Linked DNA regions of Ovis aries: region 2 is linked to region 1. The links are chromatin contacts, called in public Hi-C maps. All regions are on one chromosome and are shown on one strand. The core of a region is the stretch at or near the end of the contact, and the rest is flanking DNA. Distances in the headings are between cores, read along the strand shown. Region 1 holds the start of LOC101121244 (nuclear body protein SP140-like protein). Region 2 overlaps LOC101121244 (nuclear body protein SP140-like protein).

Region 1 (7,471 bases), core at 1,386-3,885:
ACTCAATGGACATGAGTTTGAGTAAGCTCCAGGAGCTGGTGATGGACAGGGAAGCCTGGTGTGACAGGACTGAGTGACTGAACTGAAATGAAGTTAACAAAATGCCACTCTTTATCCACCACATCTGCAAAGTTTGGGTGTGGGGAGATGGTTTGTCTAATTTTGGGTTGTTTTTTAGTCGCTAAGTCGTGTCTGACTCTTTTTCTACCCCATGGACTGTAGCCCTGAAGGCTCCTCTGTTCATGGGATTTTCCAGGCAAAAAATACTGGAATGGGTTGCCGTTCCTTCCTCCAGGGGATCTTCCTGACCCAAGGATTGAACCTGCGTATCCTGCATTAGCAGATGGATTCTTTACCACTGAGCCACCAGGGAAGCCTAACTTTTGGTAGGAAGATATATTGGTTCCGCTACTTATGCATTTGGAAGAATCTATAAACAATTAAATATGAGTGCCCTTTGCCTCAGCACTATAACTTTTTTGGTTATTGACACAACACAGACACTTGTATATGTGCAAAAAATATAAAGAAATAAATTATCTTTGTTATCATAGCTTGTTGGCAAAAGTGAGCAATTGAAAATTACCTGAAGGTCTGTCAGTAGAACGGTGGAGTGGTTTAAAAACTATGGTGTAAGTCAGAATGGCCATCATCAAAAAGTCTACAAATAAATGCTGAAGAGGGTGTGGAGAAAAGGGAATCCTACACTATTGATGGGAATGTAAATTGGTGCAGCCACTATGAAGAACAGTATGGAAGTTCCTTAAGAAACTAAAAACAGAACTATCATATGATCCAGCAATCCCACTCTTGAGCATGTGTACAGAGAAAACCATACTTCACAAACATACATGCAACCCAGTATTCATTGCAGAATTATTTACAGTAGCCAGAACATGGAGACAACCTAAATATCTATCAATAGAGGAATGGGTAAAGCAGAGGTGATATATACATTCAACAGAATATTACTCAGTCAGAAAAAAATGCAACGCCATTTGCAGCAACATGGATGGACCCAGAGATTATCATATTAAGTGAAGTAAGTCAGAGAAAGACAAATATCATCTATCATTTATATGTGGGATGTAAAAAACTGATCCAAATAAACTTATTTACAAAACAGAAACTGATTCACAGACATAGGAAACAAACTTACAGTTTCCAAAGGGAACATATGGAGGGGGGTTAAATTAGGAATTTTGGAGTAACATATACACACTACTATATAAAACAGACAAACAACAAAGACCTGCTCGTAGCAGAGGGAACTTTACTCAGTATTTTGTAATAACATATATGGAAAAAGAATGAAAAAGAATATGTGTATATACATATATACGCATATATGTACAACTGAATTATTTTGCTGTACGCTTGAAACTAACACAATATTGTAAAACTATTATACTTCAATTAAAGAAATAAACAAACAACAACATAAAACTATGGTGTGTCCATTCCATAGAATAGTATTATATGTGGCTGTTAAAAGGAATAAGGCAAGCCCATGATTATTAAGAAGATCTCTATGATTTTCACTACTAAACTAAGTGAAAATGCAAAATGGCATTTACAATATAATTCCATGTTTTAAAAAACAGGGCTCACATTATGTATTTAGGAAAATGAGTTATATACATAAATGCAAATCTGGAGGGTTATGCCTACAACTCTAACAGGACCGGGATTGGAAGCTGCGAGGGGGTGAGTGGTGAACAGGACTTTTCCCCTCTCTCTACTTCCGTATTGTTTGAAATTTTATGAGCCAGACTGCATATGTATTTCTTCTGTATTAAAAAAATTAAAATTTTAAAATATTAAGTAATGTTATTTCTGATCCATTACTAGAGAAAGATAGAAACACGACTTTTTTCCTTGTAGAGATGTAACCTGTTCCAGAATAGAAAATGAAACCAAACATAAAATTACTCAGCCTGTGCTAGCCCTGGGCAGTTTGAGGCATTTCTCTTCCTTTTGTTTCTTTGCTCAGGATGGCTGGAGGAGGAGCCCAGGACCCCCAGTCAGAAATGAGATTATATCCAGAGCTGACAGAGGTGTCACTCATAGGACAGACGTGAGCCCACACCACCCAGGGTTTCAAAATAAGTCAGGGGTTTACCCTGAATTTCGTGTTTTCTAAACTACCTTCTTTGAAATGATCTATGCAAAGGTAGAACTGACAAGAGGGAAATGAGAGTAATCTGGGGTCACGAGGAAATAAAGCGTCATAAAGGACAAGGCGCCTTCAGGCAGACCGGCCAGCGGAGCCGTAGCTGCAAAACAAGCAGTCATGTGTGTGTGGCAGCAGGACTCAACCGGCAGGCGCCCTGCTGCAGCTCGAAATCCCATCTCCTCGGCACACATTCCTGGCCAGCCTTATATGGCAGGCAAAGGTTCCCCTGCACCAGGTGGAAAGCAAAGGTTCGGTGCAGAGTCCAAAGACAGCACTGAACAGCAGTGTGGCCACAGGGAAAGGCGGAAGGAAGAGGGAGAAAGACTGACCTGGTGCTGAGCTCTCTGCCCTCTCCAGCCATTTTCCCGCCCAGCCTGGCCTGGGCCTGGGCCTGGGCTTGGCCTCTGATTCTTCCAGCCTCCCCAGCCTGGGTCCGGAGAGGCTGCCGGAGCCCTGAGCGCCGAGCAGGAAGTCAGCTCTGGGTCTCATCCAGGGCTGGCGGCTCCGCCCATGGAGCGGAAAACAGAAGTGAAAGTACTTGCCAGTGAGCTGCGCTGGGCAGACACTGGCTCCTTCCCTCTACCTGCAGCTCCCTGGTGCTTCCAGCCATCAAGACATGTGGTCCCAGGGATGCAAGACAAGGAGTGACACTCAGGGCCTGGAGGGCCAAGGGAGCGGCTGGGTCAGCCCCCAGGGGTCCAGCTGTTTGTGCAAAGGCAACAATGATATCTGCGTGACCCCAGCTGTCTGCAGGCTTCTGCCTTCTCAGGGTGGTTCAGAGTTTAGTATGGGGTCAAGAGCAAACTCAGGTGTGCCCCTTCCCCTTTGCTGAGATGGTTGTCAGGGGAAGAGGGAAAGACAGAGACTTCAGATCCTCTCTCCAGCCTGTGAGAGAGCCTGGACCAACCGAGTCAGGTCCCAGCATTTGGACACCGAGCAGGAGCGAGCCCAAATGCTCAGCTTTATAAAGTGGGGAGAACATTTTTAGCATTCCTAGAAATCAGCCAGGGGTAGGAGAAGAACCTCCAAGGCCCTGGGGCTGGAGAGTGGAGCCCAGTTGGTGATGTGGGTTGACATCTTAGGTGCAAGGGTCTAAGGTGTCCTGACTACAGGGTTGCTTCACCAGTGTAGCCAGGGGTTGACGAGCAGAAACCTGGGACACTGTCATGGGAATGCAGAGGCAAGAGGCTTCTCTCCAGACGGAGATGGAGGTTAGGACCCAGATCATGTAGAAATGAATGAGCAGGTAACCCCAGCTGAGGGGATGACCCTTGGCCCTGGAGTTGTGTCTGTCCATAGATTTTTCATTCAGATTCTGTCATCCTTCCACAAAGGATCAGAAGTGACCAGATTGTGAGTCAGAATGAAACCAAATCATGTGTGAGGATAAGAGGAGGGTTTCTACTCTCTGCTCACTTCTTTCTTTTCACTGTGGGCTCTTTTCACAGAGCCCAGAACTCCAATGAGGACTTCTTTACCAGTGGGCAGGGTCTCAGGGGTACCTGGTCCTGCACACGCATGGACCCCTCTCTCGCCCCCCTCACTCCAGTGGGTAGCAGGACTACTGAGCTGAGCCTTGTCTGGGCAGGACTGTCCTCTGCCCCTGACTCCATGGGGCACAGGGTCCACACAAGGCTGGCACAGACCACACCTGCCTTGTCTAGGGTCCCCTCTCTCTCCTCTCTGTTCCTGGGCGGCTGGTGGACCAGGTCATCGCCGTGCTGCATGTTGACATAAACATGCCAGCTTTTCTGTGGGCTCGCTTAGGGCCACCAAGATGAGAACCTGGAGTCAGAGGCCGCTTAGCTGATGTTGGACCATCTGCAGGACAGACACTCCCGAGCTGGGGCTGCTCTTGGCCCCTGGAGGAGACCTTCCTGTGGGTCAGAGAAAGCTGGGCCCGCACCACACCCATGAGAGCAGTGGGGTGGGAGGGTCTGAAGCACCCCAAGTCCTCTGTGGAGAAAGCAGTTTCTTTGATCCAAGAAATAACGTCAGACCCACTCAGGTTTGGGAAAGGACAGGTGGCAGGTTGGTCCTATGATAAACCATAATGGAAAAGAATATATGTGTGTGTGTGAGAGAGAATGTATATATAAACAGGCGTCCCTGATGGCTCTGATGGTAAAGAATTTGCCTGCAATGCAGGGGACCCGGGTTCGATCCCTGGGTTGGGAGGATCCCATGGAGAAGGCAATAACAACCCACTCCATTATTCTTGCCTGGAGAATCCCATGGACAGAGGAGACTGGTGGGCTACAGTCCATGGGGTCACACAGAGTCGGATACATCTGAGTGACTAACACACTTTGAATTACGTGTACAACTGTACCACTTTGCTATAAGGTAGAAATTAGCACAACATCACCTATAACTTCAATTGAAAAAAAAAAAAAGAAGGATGTTGAACTCCTCCTACAGACCCTGCTGGAGTGACTGAAGGAAATAAGGAGACGCTTGGGGCATGTCCCATGGCTGCGAGGAGCACTGAAGCCGGAGCCTTTCTGCTATCACAGGAGGAGCCCAGTTATCAGGCCTGGAAGCCCACAGAGCAGGAGAGGCCCTGCTTGAGGAGCGACCACGGGGCACAGGATCTGCCAGGGCAACAGGCTTCGCAAGCTTCACCAGGAGCAGCTTCTGTTCAGACTTGAGTAGTGGGGGTGGTCTCCACGCTGGGAGAGCCCCGTGGGGACCCGAGGCCTGTCCCTGAGATGAGACAGTGGGATCTGGGATTTGAACCTGCAGGGCAGGGGGAAGCAGCAGCCACGGTGGCCCCTGGGGCCAGAGGATCAAGACGCCCGGCTCCTCCGTGGGAGCTGAAGTGAAGGGAGGCGGGAACCTGGGACCCATGGTTATGCTCAGGCCGGCTCCAGGGTCCCCTTCCAGGGCAGCACCTCAGTCAGTGGGGCTCGCCTGGACCCCCTGCTCCTCCCCACTCCTGGGAGACTCTGGTTGGGGGTGGGTGGAAGGGGTGAGTCTGCTCCTTGCTGGGTTTCCTTGGGCTCATCCTGCCTGTAGAGGCTGGGGCTCTGTCAGCCCCTCCAAGGTTAAGTGGCCAGAGGCTGGGGGAGTGCGGTAGGGTGGGGTGTGAGTGCTTGGAGCTGTGTGATGCTGTGTGGATGAGCCCGATTCTGAGGTTCAGTTCAGGGATCTCTTTTTCTGCCACATGCTAAGCCGCAGCACTGGGCTTCCCAAGTGTCTCAGTGGTAAAGAATCTGCCTGCCAACGCAAGAGACATAGGGGATGCATATTCGATCCCTGGGTCAGGAAGATCCCCTGGAGAAGGAAATGGCAACCCACTCCAGTATTCTTGCCTGAGAATTCCATGGAGAGAGGAGCCTGGCAGGCTACAGCACATGGGGTCACAATGAGCTGGATATGACTGAGCTTACACAGGACTGAGCGACTGAACTGAACTGAACACACACACACCACAACTCTAAGCCCCATGCAGCTTTCATCATGAAGAAAGATGGTATTTTGAATTCCTCACTTTTTTGCCTGTCTGCAGGTTTGGAACTTAGGTGAGAAAAAGGGATGCCCTTTTGGGGTCTCTACTCTCACCTTCGGAGAAGGCAATGGCACCCCACTCTAGTACCCTTGCCTGGAAAATCCCATGGATGGAGGAGCCTGGTAGGCTGCAGTCCATGGGGTCGCTGAGAGTTGGACATGACTCAGTGACTTCACTTTCACTTTTCACTTTCATGCATTGGAGAAGGAAATGGCAACCCACTCCAGTGTTCTTGCTTGGAGAATCCCAGGGACGGTGGAGCCTAGTGGGCTGCCGTCTATGGGGTCGCACAGAGTCGGACACGACTGAAGCAACTTAGCAGTAGCACTCTCACCTTAAACTGGGTCCAGTACGTGGGTATATGTCTCCCTCCTTGGGTTTCTGGGGTCTCTGGTGGTGGTTTAGTTGCTAAGTCGTGTCCGACTCTTGCAACCCCGTGGGCTGCAGCCTGCCAGGCTCCTCTGTCCATGGGATTCTCCAGGCAAGAATACTCGAGTGGGTTGCCATTTCCTTCTCCAGGGGGTCTTCCTGACCCAGGAATCAAACCTGGGTCTCCTGCACTGCAGGCAGATTCTTTACCGACTGAGCTATGAGGGAATCCCTCTGGGGTCTCTACTCTCACCCTAAACTGGGTCCAGCACATGGGTACATGTCTCCCTCCTCGGGTTTCGGTTCATGTGCGCCCTCGATGAGGGGAGAAGCCAGGAGCAACACCCCCTTGCAGTTGTGGTCATGATACAGTTATCCCTGAGAGGGCTCCGTGGCCATTTGGCGGCATTATTTCAGGTTTTAGAAACTGGGGTGAGGAGAAGCCCCCTTCTCTCACTGAGTAGAACCTCAGTGACTGTGCTAAGGGGTGGAGCTGTGGACTTGTGAGGCTGCAAAGTTTTTCAGAAGCCAGAGGAACTGTTGGGCTGGAAATGTGATCCTTTCTGCAAGGAAGACAGCGAATCCTTGGAAAGTGGGATGGGCAGAGACACCTAGCAGAGGAAAAGATTTCAGGCTGAGGGTGGTGGGGAGTGAGGAAGAGAAGAGGACCACTGGGCACCACTGGAAATCCACCTGGGCCTCTTTCAAAAGGTCTGAGGGCCATCTGCGAGAAACGCCCCCCGAGGAAGCCCACAGTCCTTGTGCATTCCAAGCAAGGAAGAGGCTGGCCCAGGGCGTGGTCCTGTCCACAGTTGCAGTTGGCATCATCACCCACAGCCCTTCAGCTGGAGTGCTGGGGCTGAGCTCCAGGGAGATAGCTGATGTGGCATCAACAGCTCAGCAAGGACTGCTCTCCCCTGTACCCTGGTTACATTTGAGCAGCGCTACACTCCCTGCGGCCCACTGAACCCACCTCATGCCTCTCTGCTATGACCACCCAGCTCCAGACACACCATGTGAACACAAAGCAAGGAAGGAGCCTGTCACTGCCTTCACCCGTCTCATGTCAGCACCCAGTGTCTGCATCCCCTGGGACTGGGTACCCTTTTCCTCCCTGACTTGGGCTCCAGCTGGCTGCACTCCCCACCTAGTGGTCTCGCCTGGTATTACAATCTCCTTTGTTGCCTATTCAGAGAAACTGCAGCCCTGAAATTAAAAGACGCTTGCTCTGTGAAGAAAACTATGACAAACCTGGACAGCGTATTAAAAAGCAGAGACATTCCTTTGCCAACAAAGGTCTGTAGAGTCAAAACTATGGTTTCTCTGGTAGTCATGTATGGATGTGAGAGTTGGACTGTGAAGAAAGCTGAGTGCTAAAGAATTGATGTTTTTGAACAGTGTGTTGGAGAAGACTC
Region 2 (7,471 bases), core at 3,209-5,708, 38 kb before region 1:
CTTCTGTTTCACTGAGGTAATCTGAGAGTCTATTTTCAGGGGAGGCTGTACCTAAACCACATTTTGATTTATAAATATTTTATTTTCTTCCAACGTCCAGCAGAATCCAACAGGAAAATACAAAGCACTCCAAGTTTTTAGAGCAGAGGATATTTAATCCAGGGGTTGGCTACACAGCTGACGGAAGAGCACAGAAGACCAAGGGGAAGAACGTGGCAACATAAAGAAGAGTCAGCAGGAAGCTACGGGAGGGATAGAGGAGGTCACGGGCTGAGGTCACTGGGCAGGCAGAGGCTGGACCATGATTTGCCTGCTTTGTGGAAGGTGCAGTCAAGGCTGAGATGTGGCTGCTGCCAGAATTGCGGCTGGAGGCAGTGATGGAGAAACACCTGGCTGCTCCCTTACTCCCACTCTCCTGCCAGAGTCTGCATGTTAGGAACCCAGCAGGGAGTCAGCAGCAAGGGGAGCTGACAAACAAGTCCACAGGGGCCAGCAGCCAGAGACAGAGGGCCGAGCAGAGCAGGGGAGGGGAAGGACTGAATCCCCAGGCAAACCACCCAGGACCAGCACACACGCCCTTCCTCCATGGCAACCATCTCTGGTCCTCACTGATTCCATCAACCTCTCCCACTCTGTCCCCTCCAGCCTCAATAATGTGTGAACACATAGACATGTTTTTCACTGCAGTTTGGATTTTTCTCTCTTAATGTTATTTTTCTGAACAAAGTAATTAATATGAAGCATGATTTAAAATTATTTCCCAAAGTTTTAGTATGGAATGTGGGTCCTGGTGCCTGATTTGTGCCATATCCTCAGGACTGGGAGCCTCCCCTTGGGGTGGGGGGCGGGCGTGAGACACAGTGCTCCTCTCACCTGGGCACGTCAGCCCACCTTGTCAGGTCAGATGCTCGAACACATTTACTGGTGACTTGCTGTGTATCATTTGGGTCCTAGGTTGAAGTTTCTCTCTTTATATTCCTTGTTCCCCAACATCAAGATGCTCTGGGATTTCATTTCCTGGTAAGGGTGCTCCCAGACCATGCTGTGAATTTCAGAGAACTTCATTGCCTCCTCTCTCCACACCCTACACACACACACACACACACACACACACACACACACACACACTGAATCCTTTCTCTTCTACTCATTGCTTGTCACAAGTCCATCCGCTTATCCTTCCCTGTTTCCATCAGCTGTAATAGCAGATGAATGGGCAATATATATTCATCCATATGTATTTTTAACTCAACGTTTTGAATAAATGTGATTTGTTAAAAGTATTACTGTGTTTTTCAGCAAAGGAAACTATAAACAAGAATGGGAGAAAATAATCTCAAAGGAAACAACTGACAAAGAATTAATTTCCAAAATATACAAGCAGCTAGTACAACTCAATACCAGGAAAAAAAACCAAACAATCAAAAAGTGGGAATAAGACCAAAACGGACATTTCTCCAAAGAAGACATACAAATAGCTAACAAACATATGAAAATACGCTCAACACTGCTCATTATTAGAGAAATGCAAATTGAAACTACAATGAGATAACCACCTTACACCAGTCAGAATGGCCAATGTCAGAAAGTCTACAAACGATAAATGCTAGAGAGGGTGTGGAGAAAAGGGAACCCTCTCACATTGCTGGTGGGAATGTAAATTGATGCAGCCACTATGGAAGACGGTATGGAGATTCCTGAAAAAGCTAGGAATGAAACCATCATATGACCCAGCAATCCCATTCCTAGGCATATACCCTGAGGAAACTAAAATTGAAAAAGACACATGTACCCTAATGTCCATTGTGTCATTTTTTACAATAGCTAGAACATGGAAACAATCTGGGTGTCCATCTACAGATAACAGGGGAGTATTACTCGGCCGTACAAAGAAATGCATTTGAGTCAGTTCTAATGAGGAGGATGAACCTAGGGCCTGTTATACAGAGTGAAGTAAGTCAGAAAGAGAAATATAAATATTGTATACTGACACCTACATATGGAATCTAGAAAGATTATACTGATCAATAAATTTTCAGCGCAGCAGGAGAGAAACAGACATATGGACGTGGAGTGAGGAGGAGGGAAAGGATGAAATAAAGGAGAGAGTAAAATGGAAACTTACAATACTGTATATAATATAGATAACCAATGGGAATTTGCTGTATGACTCAGGGAACTCAAATGGGCTCTGTGACAATCTAGAGGAGTGGGATGGGGAGGAAAATGGGAGTGGGGGGGGACATGGGTGTACCTATGGCTGATTCTTGTTAGTATTTGACAGAAAACCACAAAGTTCTGTAAAGCAAATACCCTTCAAAAAAGCTAAAGTAGCAAAAAAGTATTACTGTGCTTTCAAAAATCACTTTGAAATTTCTTTTATAAAAACATATTACTAATTTAGAACATTCTTTTTAAAGTAATACATCCCTAAGGGAAGCTACATAGTAAGAGCCTTTCATGTTGTACGTAGTTTCCTAAGATTCCTCTATGCTCCTTCCTTACTAAGGTGAGTCATGGAATAAAGACTTAAAATTTGTTACAGAGTAGTGCGCTGTAAGCAGGGAAAACTATGACCTTCAATCTATCTTCCTGGGCTATTCTCACTGCTTTTCCAGCCTGGGGAATCAGTAAATCCAATGAACACCTATGAGAGAAAAAAATCTCAAAGTGTACCATGAATGTAACAGTTAAAAGCATGGACTCTGGCACCAGACACAAATAAAGATGATGATTAAAGGTAGTAATAACGACAAATGCATGGAACACCGATATAACCCCAGACAAGACTGTGAACGCTTTATATGATGTAACTTGTTTAAAATCCATCACCTTCTGAAATAGGTGCTATTATCATGTCCATTTTACAGATGATGAAACTGAGGAACAAAGAGGGCTAGTCACTACCCCAAGATCTTGAGGTAGAAGCTGAAGCCAGGCTACGGGCCCCTGAATTCCTGCTGTGACACTGCGTAGAGCAGTGCTCAATCCTAATTTTCAGCTGGGTGAACTTGTACAAATAAGCGAATTCTCTAAGCTGATTCTTTTTCATCTGAAAAACAAGGATAATATATACACATTTTCAGGTTTGGGGGAAGATTAAATGAACTTCTGGCTGCATCAATATATGGGATACCATGATCAAAAAAATCAAATCATTACATATACTTTTTGTACCAGTACTTTTTATTCAGGGAACAAACATGTACTGAGTACCTTGTTGTTGTTTAGTTGCTAAGGTGTGTCCTATTCTTTTGCAACCCCATGGACTGTAGCCTGCCAGGCTCCTCTGTCCATGGGATTTACCAGGCAAGAATACTGGAGTGGGTAGTCATTCCCTTCTCCAGAGGATCTTCCTGACCCAGGGACTGAACCTGGGTCTCCGGCATTGCAGGCAGATTCTCCTTTTTTTTTTTTTTAAAATTAACTTATTAACTTTAATTGGAGGCTAATTACTTTACAATATTTCGATGGTTTTTGCCATACATCGACATGAATCAACCATGGGTGCACATGTGTCCCACCATCCTGAACCCCCCTCCCACCTTCCTCCCCACCCCGTCCCTCTGGGTTGTCTTAGAGCACCAGCTTTGAGTGCCCTGCTTCATCATCGAACTTGCGCTGGTCATCTGTTTTACATATGGTGGTATACGTGTTTCAATGCTGTTCTCTCATATTGTCCCACCCTTGCCTTCTCCTCCATAGTCCAAAAGTCTGTTTTCTATATCTGTGTCTCTTTTGCTGTCTTGCATATAGGTCATCGTTACCCTCTTTCTAAATTCCATATCTGTGCGTTAATATACTGTATTGGTGTTTCTCTTTCTGGCTTACTTCACTCTGTATAATAGGCTCCAGTTTCATCCAACTCATTAAAACTGGCTCAAATGTGTTCTTTTTTTAATAGTTGAGCAATATTTCATCGTGTATTTGTACCACAACTTCCTTATCCATTCATCTGCCGATGGACATCTAGGTTGTTTCCACGTCCTAGCTATTGTCAACAGTGCCACTGAGCCACCAGGGAAACCCAGTGAATACCTAGTGACTGTTAAATGCATTCCCATCCTTGTTCCATTTCATAACTTCATGACAATCTGCGTGTAATACCTCTATATTACAAATGAGAAAGCTGAGCAATAAAATTTAAATAATAACATCATTAAGAATGTTATGGGTTAATTGAAGCGATGGGAGGACTCCCCCTCCCGCACCCCCACCCCCTGCCCCGAGGAACGCCCATCACCTGCTTCTTCCACCGTTCTGGTTGTAGCACTGGTTTCTGCCAGACATGACATCGAAGCACCAAGATCACTGCCTGATCAAAAAAGCAGAACAGAAAATGGTGAAGCCGGATGCTGGGGCAAAACAGTCAGGCCCAGAGTCCCTGGGGACTGGCAGCAAGTGCATTTAAGGAGCCCAGAAGCAGCGACCTTCCAGCAACTCAGAGTACTGACCCTTGGAGAAACTGCAGGTGCAAATACTAACAGATTTCTGACACAAAGAAGCAGCCGCTCCGCCCCCAGCACAGCCTAGAAGGGGCACAAGCAGCAGAGCATCACACACAACAGAGTCAGCAACAGACCATCAGAAGATGAGGATCCTCCACCAGACCAAGTCAGGCCTCTGGAAGTTCCTAGGGGGAAAATTTAAAATTTATTTCAGAAATTGAAGTAGGGAATGAAGAGCCACCCTCCCCTAATTCCCCTTTTCTTTTCTTTCTTTTTCTTTTTTTTTATAAATAAGAAGCTTGAGACCCCCGGTAGACAACAATACAGAGGCCATCTGGGTCTGATGGATCTCATCCAACTCTTGTAGCCTGACCCCAAATCCTCGAGTGGAAGGCAGGTCAGGGGCACTCCTGGCTGAGAGGGCTTTGGCCAGGCCATCTCACTGCATGATCTCCACCAGCCATTCAGTACCTAGCGATGGCTTATCTTGATTTCCACAGCCATGGTGAACCGGCCTTCGTCCCTAGAGTTGCCCTGACTGGCGACCTTACCTTACTTCCTACAAAGTCCCCACCCTCTCTTCGTCCACTCCCTCCCTGTACAAATCTGTTTAATCTGTACTGTTAGCTTCTCCCTGAGGATTCAACATCTGATTCCCCTCCACTTTCTCCAGAATGGCAACGCACTCCAGTATTCTTGCTTGGGAAATCCTAATCCTCCAGGATAGAGGAGCCTGGTGGGCTACAGTCCATGGAGTCGAAAAGAGTCAGACATGACAGAGTGACTTTCACTTCACTTCCCTCTTTGTATATTGCCCTCCTCTTGTTTCTGGGTCCTGTCTGTCCCATTAGGCTACCAGGGAGTATCCAGGGTTGAAAACACAGGCTCTGGGTTCAGAATGCCTGGTTCCATCCTTGCTCATTTGATCCCAGGCCAACTACATACATGGTCTTTCTAGATTTCAGCTTCCTTATCTGCAAAATGGGCACATAAGTGATAATACCATCCAATGGCACTAAACCCACAACTGCCAGAAGAAACTTTCAATCAAGTGGGCTGTTATTACTTTGCTTGTTTTTGTTGTGTCCTTGACCCCTTTCTCCTTTCATTTCTTCTTTTTCTTCTCCCCCCTCTCTCAAATACCCACATTTTCTCCTCTGCATCTCTACCATTCCTCACCACTGAATCCATATGACCACCTTTCTCCTTGAATATTCCTGCTCTTGAACAACCTCCCCCACATTTAAGTCAGTCCTTTCTGCTGCCATCATCAATGGCCTCCTCTCTTACATTGACCTTGGGCCCATAGCGATTAGCCCATCACACCTTGACACTGATCTTCTCCTATAGGATTCTTTCTAAATCACAATGACTTCCAGGCAGTCATTCTCTTTAAATCTGGTTACTGACACCTTGGGTTCCTCTTCCTTTGTCTTGGTATTTGAGGCAAAAACCTCTTGTCTTAGCTACTCTTCCAGGACTTAGCCTCTGGTTAGATGCTCATCCCTGCCTGCCTTCTCCGTGGTCCTTCATCGTTTCTTCCCTGATTCTCAATCTTTGCGCAGGACTCGGGCCTCCACCTCCCCTTCTCTTTTTCCTCTTAGCAAGGGAGAATTGGTTTGTTCTTGGTCTCAATCACCTTGCTCAAGGCTCAGTTGGATGGCAGGCCTCTCCTCCCTCTCTTCTCCATCAGTTTCTTCATAACTAAGTTTCTCTTGGATTGCTGAAAAGAGAAAGAGAAAACACAATTAGAGATCTCCACCAGAGACCAGGAACATCATCTCAGAATTATACATTTAGGTATTTCCAGCTCTTGGGTCACTTAGAGCTCAGTGGATCCCAACCTTCATGGTAAAGTTCCCCCATCATCCTTGGACATAAAAGAGAAACCCCAGCAAGGGAGCAGTTATGTTCCCTGCATAGAAATGAGCCACTCAAATATAAGGACAAAGGAGTCCTGGGAACATCCTGAGGCTGTCAGTCATGTACAATAAATGTCACACCATGCGGACAATACATGTCAAAATAAATAGGGGAAGTGAAATGTGTTAACTGCACTGTTCAAAATGTAAGAAAGAAACAAATTTCTTCTGGAGAATGACTAGGATCCTAGAGAGGTGTGTGTGTGTCTGTGTGTGTGCGTGTGAAAGAGAAAGCCCAAAGACTTTAAAGAGAGCTCTAGATAAGAGGAGGTTTGGGCTTAATTGTGTTGGAAAGGATGCTCAGTTTCCAAAGAGACAAACCAGAGGGGGTGGGGGGCATGCTGGGGTTGCTAGTTGGAGCTCCCAGAGTGGTCCAGATCCCACAAAAAAGGAAACTCTGAAGCTGCACGCGGGGATTGCCTATTGCGGTACTGCAGGGCATCCCCACGACTCCTGGACCACGGACCCAAGAGGCTGCCAACAAGAGGAGGCCAGGACACCAGTCCAGAGACCCTGCATGTAGGTAACTTAGGAGATGTAGGAGGAAGGAAATAAACCAAGGGGCCTAGTGGGTAGATCACTGCGAGGAGTCTGGGAAGGAGACATGGTGGGACGCTGCCTCAGAGCTGATGGCAGGAGCGCCTCCTGGGAAAATGCCCACTAAGGGGTGGGATGGACAGGACTGTGGGAGCCACGGGTACTACTTTGTCTTCCCCAGAGCATGGGTCAAGTTCCAGCAAAATCAGATGGCAGGTATGAGGAGGACAGTGGCCCAAAGCCCCGAAAAGGTGAAGGAGGCCTAAGGGCTGGAGGACTTCAGCACATGAGACAGGGATGAAGGGGGAACCTAGAAACAGGAGAGATATCATGCCCTGAACACAGTCCCCATCCTCTGGAGTTTAGTCACTGACCCAAGCTCTTGTGGACAGCAGTGACCTCTGCCAGGGTCAAGGGGTTGGCAGCAAGTGTAGATGTGAGTCATTAGCATTTAAAAAGGATAAATTATACCTTCTCAGGAAAAAGCCAACATTTAGTTATATGTGGCACCAAAAATAAGCCCTGGAAGAGAATAGCCTTTGTGATTATTTGAGGAGAAAATAT

What was found. Hi-C and Micro-C count contacts between places; a contact is called where the count stands out from the background.
Region 2: a contact with region 1 is called in a Hi-C map of blood, with 1.7 times the contacts expected there. The contact joins the enhancer-like site here to the promoter of LOC101121244 in region 1. A contact is called at or near these places in 2 of 16 Hi-C or Micro-C datasets (both in blood).

What each region holds. Positions count from the first base shown.
Region 1 is chr2:232,360,875-232,368,345 of ARS-UI_Ramb_v3.0, reverse strand. It overlaps LOC101121244 (nuclear body protein SP140-like protein), which reads right to left and starts at 2,635. Exons shown (of 19, transcript XM_042244389.1): 1 at 2,506-2,635. The coding sequence starts at 2,537.
Region 2 is chr2:232,400,683-232,408,153 of ARS-UI_Ramb_v3.0, reverse strand. LOC101121244 (nuclear body protein SP140-like protein) reads right to left here. Exons shown (of 19, transcript XM_042244389.1): 4 at 6,088-6,171; 5 at 4,244-4,315. Among named protein-coding and RNA genes, the nearest start is that of CAB39, 130 kb to the left of the region's middle. Within about 2 kb of position 4,458, at least 3 of the 54 cell types and tissues checked have an H3K27ac peak or open chromatin away from gene starts, as enhancers often do.